Regions from separate parts of the Mus musculus genome. Here region 1 is linked to region 2. The links are chromatin contacts, called in public promoter capture Hi-C maps. All regions are on one chromosome and are shown on one strand. The core of a region is the stretch at or near the end of the contact, and the rest is flanking DNA. Distances in the headings are between cores, read along the strand shown. Region 1 holds the start of Gpr84 (G protein-coupled receptor 84). Region 2 holds the start of Myg1 (melanocyte proliferating gene 1).

The links. Capture Hi-C pulls out chosen DNA fragments and counts their contacts.
Region 1: a promoter capture Hi-C map of liver shows a contact between it and region 2, with 2.2 times the contacts expected there. The contact joins the promoter of Gpr84 here to the promoter of Myg1 in region 2. A contact is called at or near these places in 1 of 39 promoter capture datasets (pre-B cells), 1 of 115 datasets of contacts at active chromatin or transcription factors (embryonic midbrain) and 1 of 9 other capture datasets (liver).

What each region holds. Positions count from the first base shown.
Region 1 is chr15:103,307,970-103,311,687 of GRCm38.p6, reverse strand. It overlaps Gpr84 (G protein-coupled receptor 84), which reads left to right and starts at 1,250. Exons shown (of 2, transcript NM_030720.2): 1 at 1,250-1,378; 2 at 2,032-3,453. The coding sequence starts at 2,040. The coding sequence ends at 3,230.
Region 2 is chr15:102,330,304-102,334,079 of GRCm38.p6, reverse strand. Myg1 (melanocyte proliferating gene 1) reads right to left here and starts at 2,371. Exons shown (of 7, transcript NM_021713.2): 1 at 2,127-2,371; 2 at 1,878-1,990. The coding sequence starts at 2,339. It overlaps Pfdn5 (prefoldin 5), which reads right to left. Exons shown (of 6, transcript NM_027044.3): 6 at 2,590-2,807. The coding sequence ends at 2,731.

The DNA.
Region 1 (3,718 bases), core at 1-2,500, 980 kb before region 2:
CCAGCTCTGAGGAGGCACAGGCCAGTGGATCTCTGTGAGTTTGAGGCCAGCCTGGTCTTTATAGTGAGCTCCAGGTCAGCCAAGTCTATATACAGTAAGACCCTGTCTGAATTTATTTTTTTTAAAGATTTATTTATTTAATATATGTGAGTACACTGTTGCTGTCTTCAGACACACCAGAAGAGGGCATCAGATCCCATTCCAGATGGTTGTGAGCCACCATGTGGTTGCTGGAAGTTGAACTCAGGACCTCTGGAAAAGCAGCCAGTGTTCTTAACTGCTGAGTCATATCTCCAGCCCCTCAATTTTTTTTTAAAGATTTATTTATTTATTATATGTAAGTACACTGTAGCTGTCTTCAGACACTCCAGAAGAGGGCGTCAGATCTTGTTACAGATGGTTGTGAGCCACCATGTGGTTGCTGGGATTTGAACTCCGGACCTTCGGAAGAGCAGTCGGGTGCTCTTACCCACTGAGCCATCTCACCAGCCCTCAATTTTTTTTTTAATTGCACTTATTTATGTGGGTGTTTATAGGTATATATGTCCCACAGAACTTGTATGAAACTCAGAGAACAGCTTGCAGGAATTGATTCTTGTTTCTATAAGTCCTGGAAGACAACTCAGTCTGAGCCATCTTGCCAGTCCCTTTTTATCTGACTCCACTTCTCATATGTGCTGAAGTGTCATTTGGGACCCTCTGAGGTAACCCATCTCCAGTCTCTGAAGAGAAGAAAGGAAGTGCTGTTGTTGCTAAACAAGCCCAAGCTCTCTGGAGGCGCTGAGCATTACTTCTAACACCTGGTCTGTTTTTGACCGCTTGAGAAGTGGCCCAGTCAGATTTGGTAGTTTGTACTTATACTCACAGTGCTCAAGTGGCTGATGCAGGGGAATTTCTGTGAGTTCCATGGCAGACTGGGATAATGAATCAGACCCTATCTCAAGAGAAAAAAAAAAAAAAACAGAAGTAGTCCAGAGGATCTGACACTGTCTCGCTGTTCGACAGTTCTCAGCAATGACCTTAGAGAGGTTCTGCCTCAGAGAAAGGAAGGAAATAACATTTGGGTTTCAGGAAGGAGAGAAGAAAGAGTGAGACAACTCTAGAGTAAGTTGCAGGGGAATTTCAACAGAGAAGCTCGGACTTTAGCAGCCACGGTAAAATTAGTAGGACTAGCTGGAGGTGGGGAAGGAAGTGGCTAAGGTTGGGTAACTTGGGAGTTTCTTATTTCTGTCTAGCATGGTAGGAGGCATTATATGTCCAGCTGGAAGCCTGGCTGTCCCTAGAAAAGCTGGAAGCCTGACTGCCCCTCAAAAGACCTGCTCTTTAGGTGAGCTAGATATTGTTTACTGAAGACAAGTGTGAAAACTGGGAACCTCAGGTGAGCATACCGTGTGTGTGTGTGTGTGTGTGTGTGTGTGTGTGTGTGTGTGTGTGTTGTGCATGGTCTTATTTTCTCGATCCTCTCATTTCTCAGGTAGTCACAATCAGAAAATGTGAGGTGAGGAGAATAGTGGTATATGTATGAGGCCTGAGAATCTTTGTGAGCTAAGACCAGCCTGGCTATATAACAAGACACAGGAGAGAGAAGGGGAAAGGGAGGAAGAAGGGGGAGAGGAAGAGAGGAGGAGAGGAAGAAGGGAAGAAGGAGAAAGGAAAGAAGAGGGGGAAAAGGGAGGGGGATCAAGGAGCACAGGGCTCTTGGCTGGTCTTCAAGATCTGGGAAGTAATTAGGATGGAAGCTGCCAGGTTTATGGGGAGCATCCCACACATATTGAAGGGGCCTGAGGTTTGGAGAAACAAAATTAACACATTTCCAGAAGAGACATTTGATAAGAATTTAGAAAAGAAGTCCAAAAATGTGAAAGGAAAAGGTAGAGAGAACCTACAGGAGATAACAGGGAACTTTGAGATCAAGTGCTTTCCAGCCAAGAATTAAAGTGAGTTCTAGGAGCAGAGCAAGGGAGTTGCTTCAAAGGAAGCAACTGGAGAAGCAAGTTCTCATACCATCTCCCTTTCCTCCTCTCCCTTCAGTCTCCATCATGTGGAACAGCTCAGATGCCAACTTCTCCTGCTACCATGAGTCTGTGTTGGGCTATCGATACTTTGCAATTATCTGGGGCGTGGCAGTGGCTGTGACAGGCACGGTGGGCAATGTGCTCACTCTGCTGGCCTTGGCCATTCGTCCCAAGCTCCGAACCCGCTTCAACCTGCTCATTGCCAACCTCACCCTGGCTGATCTACTCTACTGCACGCTCCTGCAGCCTTTCTCCGTGGACACATACCTCCACCTCCATTGGCGTACCGGCGCGGTCTTCTGTAGAATATTTGGACTCCTCCTCTTTACTTCCAATTCTGTCTCCATCCTCACCCTCTGTCTCATTGCTCTAGGACGCTACCTCCTCATTGCCCACCCTAAGCTCTTTCCCCAGGTTTTCAGTGCCAAGGGGATCGTGCTGGCACTGGTGGGCAGCTGGGTTGTGGGGGTGACCAGCTTTGCCCCCCTCTGGAATGTTTTTGTCTTGGTGCCAGTTGTCTGCACCTGCAGCTTTGACCGCATGCGAGGCCGGCCTTACACCACCATCCTCATGGGCATCTACTTTGTGCTTGGGCTCAGCAGCGTGGGCGTCTTCTACTGCCTCATCCACCGGCAAGTGAAGCGTGCGGCTCGAGCACTGGACCAATACGGGCTGCATCAGGCCAGCATCCGCTCTCATCAGGTGGCTGGGACACAAGAAGCCATGCCTGGCCACTTCCAGGAGCTAGACAGCGGGGTTGCCTCAAGAGGGCCCAGCGAGGGGATTTCATCTGAGCCAGTCAGTGCTGCGACCACGCAGACCCTGGAAGGTGATTCGTCAGAAGCTGGGGGCCAGGGCATTAGAAAGGCAGCTCAACAGATCGCAGAGAGAAGCCTTCCAGAAGTGCATCGCAAGCCCCGGGAAACTGCAGGAGCTCGCAGAGCCACAGATGCCCCATCAGAGTTCGGGAAGGTGACCCGTATGTGCTTCGCAGTGTTCCTCTGCTTCGCCCTCAGCTACATCCCCTTCCTGTTGCTCAACATTCTGGACGCCAGGGGCCGTGCTCCACGAGTAGTGCACATGGTGGCTGCCAACCTCACCTGGCTCAACAGCTGCATCAACCCTGTGCTCTATGCAGCCATGAACCGCCAGTTTCGCCACGCGTATGGCTCCATCCTGAAACGCGGGCCACAGAGTTTCCGCCGGTTCCATTAAAGCTATTTAAAGCTAGTAGTCCATTCACCAGGACAGGCCAAACATCCGGAACCAGAGTGGCCTGCAGAGGACAGGACAGGAGCCCTTCAGTCCTTGGGTATTTCACAGACAACCTCAGTGGTATAGAGGTACACCACTTTCCCATTCAGGAATCAGTGTGTCAACCCTGTGTGACCCAAGGAGTGTGGTTAATTATTAATAAAGACATTGCATCCCCCCCTCACACTTGGCGCTTGCGTGCATGCTTTTGTGTGTGTGTGTGTGTGTGTGTGTGTGTGTGTGTTCTTCCTCGGTTTATTTCCATCTTAGTTTTTGCAACAGTATTTCTGGGGCTCCAAAATTTGACTAGATTGACTGGCCAGCAAGCTCCAGCGAGTGACCCTACTGACACGACCTCCCTAATGCTAGGATTACAGTCATGCACTGCCTTGACCAATTTTTACATAAATGTTGGAGATACAGACACAGATTCTATATTTGCATAATAT
Region 2 (3,776 bases), core at 1,122-3,621:
TTCTACTCCGACATTCCCATACAGCGGTTTGACTCATCATTGTATGTTGAGTTTTGTGTTTTGAACATTATGGAGAAAAATCAAAGATCCTGTCCTTTAAAGTTCATCTGTGGGAGGGGGACAAACAACAGAGCAACTGTCCCTAACTGTCACTGTCTGTGGTTCCTAAGGGCCTGACCTCCAGATGTCAAGTTCTTTATGTAAAATGGGACAGTGTTTGCCTGTAAAGGACACACATCCTCCTGTTTTTGGAGACAGAGTTTCTCTGTGTTGTCCTGGAAATCATTCCCTGCTTTGGCTCTCACCGCCTGGGATTAAAGGTGCAGACTATCATACGGGGCTACATTCTTTTTCCTTGATGGGAATGGGTTTTATGTGATCCAGGCTAGGCTCAAACTTGCTAACAAACAGATGATGACCTTGAACTCATGACCCTCCAGCCTCTACTCAGGAAGTACTGGAGTTACAGGTGTACACCATGCACCTTGCTCCTCCTCTTGTATCTTTTAGATCATCTCTAAATTACTTATAATGCCTAACAGGTTGCAGATGTTAGGCAAGTAGCTGTTACTTTAGAGGACAAGAAAAGGCTATTCACATCCCACACAGATGATATTTACTCACGTATCCACTTTAAAAAGAACAAAAAGATGCCAGGCGTGGTGGCACACACCTTTAATTCCAGCACTCAGGAGGCAAAGGCAGCCGTATCTCTGTGAGACTGAGGCCAGCCTGGACTACAGAGGCAGTTCCAAGACAGCCAGTGCGATAGAGAAAGGCATGTCTCAAAACAAAACAAAACAAACAACAGAAGGGAACCAATTTTCCTAAATTGGAAAGTGGAATTGTGAGATTTTGGACGTAGGAAAAGTGAAGAAACATATACAAGAAGCGCTTATCTTTCAGCAAAGGTGGGGACATGCACCAGAGCCTGGTTATGTGTCTGAGGTGAGGGAGGACAGTGCAGTGGTACTGGGAATATATAACATGTAACAGCCCATTTCCATGTCTGCTGCTGTGATGAGACACCTGACAAAAATCAACTTCAGAGGCAAAAAATGTTTATTTTAGCTCACAACATCACAACATCCCATCACAGAGGGGAAGGTGGGAGAAACTTAGAATGGGGAGTCACATCTCACCCAGACAAGAGCAGAGAGACAAGTGCATGCAGGCTGCTAGTGCTTGGCCATCTTCCTTCGCTCACACAGCCCAGGGATTAGTGCCTCCCACAGTGGGCAGGGCCTTACAGGGCAATCAAAGACACCCTACAAACACGGCCAACCCCATCTGGATACCCCCTCAACGGACCGATTCCCAGGTGATTCTAGAATCGAAATTTTATCAAACTGATAACTAACCATCATGGGGCTGGAGATGGCTAAAAGAGCTGGCTGCTCTTGCAGAGGAGGCAGGTTCAATTCCCTGCATCCACGCGGTGTCTCATGACTTCTTTAACTCCAATTCCAGGGGATCCTGATACCTTTTTTCCGTCCTCCTTGGACACCAATGCATTTGATGTACAGACATGAATGCAGACAAGACACCCCTACTCTTAAAGTAGAATAAAAACAAAGCAAAAGGCCACCTCAGTAGATTATCCTTGAACTAGAAGGATCCAGCAGCTTGTGGCAAGGACAAGTGAATGGAAAACTGCCAGTGTGAAAAAAAGTTATGGCGGGAGGGACCTGAGGGAGGTTCCAGGCCAAGGAGCAGGCTCGAAGCGAGCTTTAATTCCCAGAGCGATAAATTGCTTGACTTCAACGATGAGGAGGCAGTGGTCTTTGCTGTCATGAACTTGGGCAGTGGGTGGTGGGATTGGAGCACTAAAGCTAAATCAAGAAAGTCAAGAGAACAGGCAGCGAGTGTGAACTCACCTCTGGTGATGATCATAACGGTGACTCTGGGGGTTGTACTCACCGCCCACATCCACCACGATGTCACACGAAGCCAACTTTTCAGGATCCCGAGTCCGCACAATCTCTGCGTTCTGCAGGCACAGAGGAAGGGGCTGTCAGGTAGGAGTCAGGATTAAAGTTGGGTTTCCAGGGCGTGCGTCTCGGGGAAGGCGGTTCTCAGGCCATTGCAGCATCAGAGGGGACCGGGTTAGGTTCGCAGGTCCGTACCGCGTACTCGGGCAGGAGGCGGAGCAACGCGCAAGCCAGAGCTTCATCGCAGTGGAAGGTGCCGTTGTGCGTCCCGATTCGGGGCGGTGCCATGAGGTTGTTGCGAGGTCTTTTAGCGGGCGGATCCTGCTCTGAGCCAAGCATGCGGTGCTGGGCTTGGAGAACTGACCGGAGCGGCAATGTTAAGATACCACGCAGGAAACGTCTACCCATATAGTTCCCTCCAAGGGAAGGTCGACCCGGAAGAGGAAGTGTCAGGCACAGCTTCACTTCCGCCCGCCATCCGTCCCCATGGCAACAACACTGTGCACTACTTAGCGCAAAACCTTTTTACAGGTCCCCAAACCTCTGGTTGGAACCTCTATAAGGCCGTGTGGCTAGGGGGCTCTTGGCAAAAGTACACCTCCTGGGCACTCCCAGTTCAGCACCAGGCCCTTGTTTAATGCAAGAATAGACCACCCCATTTGCGCAGCGGTCACATTTATTAACATTAAACACAAAACACTCTCTTCCCAGGCCACTTTCCCAGGAGGCCATTGCCGGAAAAAGTCCCAGGCCCCTTGAAGAAGGGTCCCTCACTCTGCTTCATTTCTGCAGTGCACTCTCAGGCTTTGACCGTGGCCTGCGCTGCCCCCAGGGCTGTGAGCTGCTGAATCTTCTGGCTCATCATTTCCATGACAGCTACAAGAAAAGAAGGAGCAGTCACAGCCTAGTGAGAACCCAGGGCTAAGAACACTGCCGTTAAACTGTGGGGGACACAAACACACAGACTTAGAGTCTACAGGGTTGTCAGTATGCTAACCACTGGAATGTAAAAATAAACAAAATGTTAACCATAAGCAGAAAAGACTGTCAGACTGGAGGCCATATTCAATCCCTAACACCACTCAAAAAATAAATCAGGAGGCTGCGCCAAGTAGACTGGCTATAGAATCTAGGCTATTTTCTTTTCTTCTTTTTTTTTTTACGGTTTTTCAGACAGGGTTTCTCTGTATAGGCCCGGCTGTCCTGGAACTCACTCTGTAGACCAGTCTGGAAATCAGAAATCTGCCTGCCTCTGCCTCCCGAGTACCGGGATTAAAGGCGTGCGTGCCACCACGCCCAGCTTATTTACAGCCATTTCATCCCGAATCATTAACAGGAATCTTTCTTCTCAGTCATTCAAACACTTACATACGTTACATCACTTTCAGAATCTAGATAATAACACGCCAGATATCAAAGAGAAACAGAAACATCTTTCACGTTGTTGCTTGTTTTGAGACAGGCTCTTTACATAGTCCTGGCTGTCCTCAAACTCACTGAGATCTGCCTCCCACAGAGACATGGTTTTAACCTGGAGGAGATGTCCTCAAGTCTCATGCTACAATCCATATTCTTCCTTCATACTTGTATGGGGTGTGGGCATGTGTCCACCACTAGGCATATGTGATGTGTGGAGGAGACCAACGGAGAACATGAGGCGTCTTGTTGTGCTTTGTCGTTCTCTGCCTACCCCTTGAGACAGGGTCTTTATTGAGCCTCACCAATTCAACTAGGCTGGCCAGCCAGTGAACTCCTAGGATCTATTTGTCTCTGTTCCACCAGCATTGGGCTTACAAGTACTTGGGCCATGTCCACAACTTTTATGTGGGTGCTGGAGATTTGAAC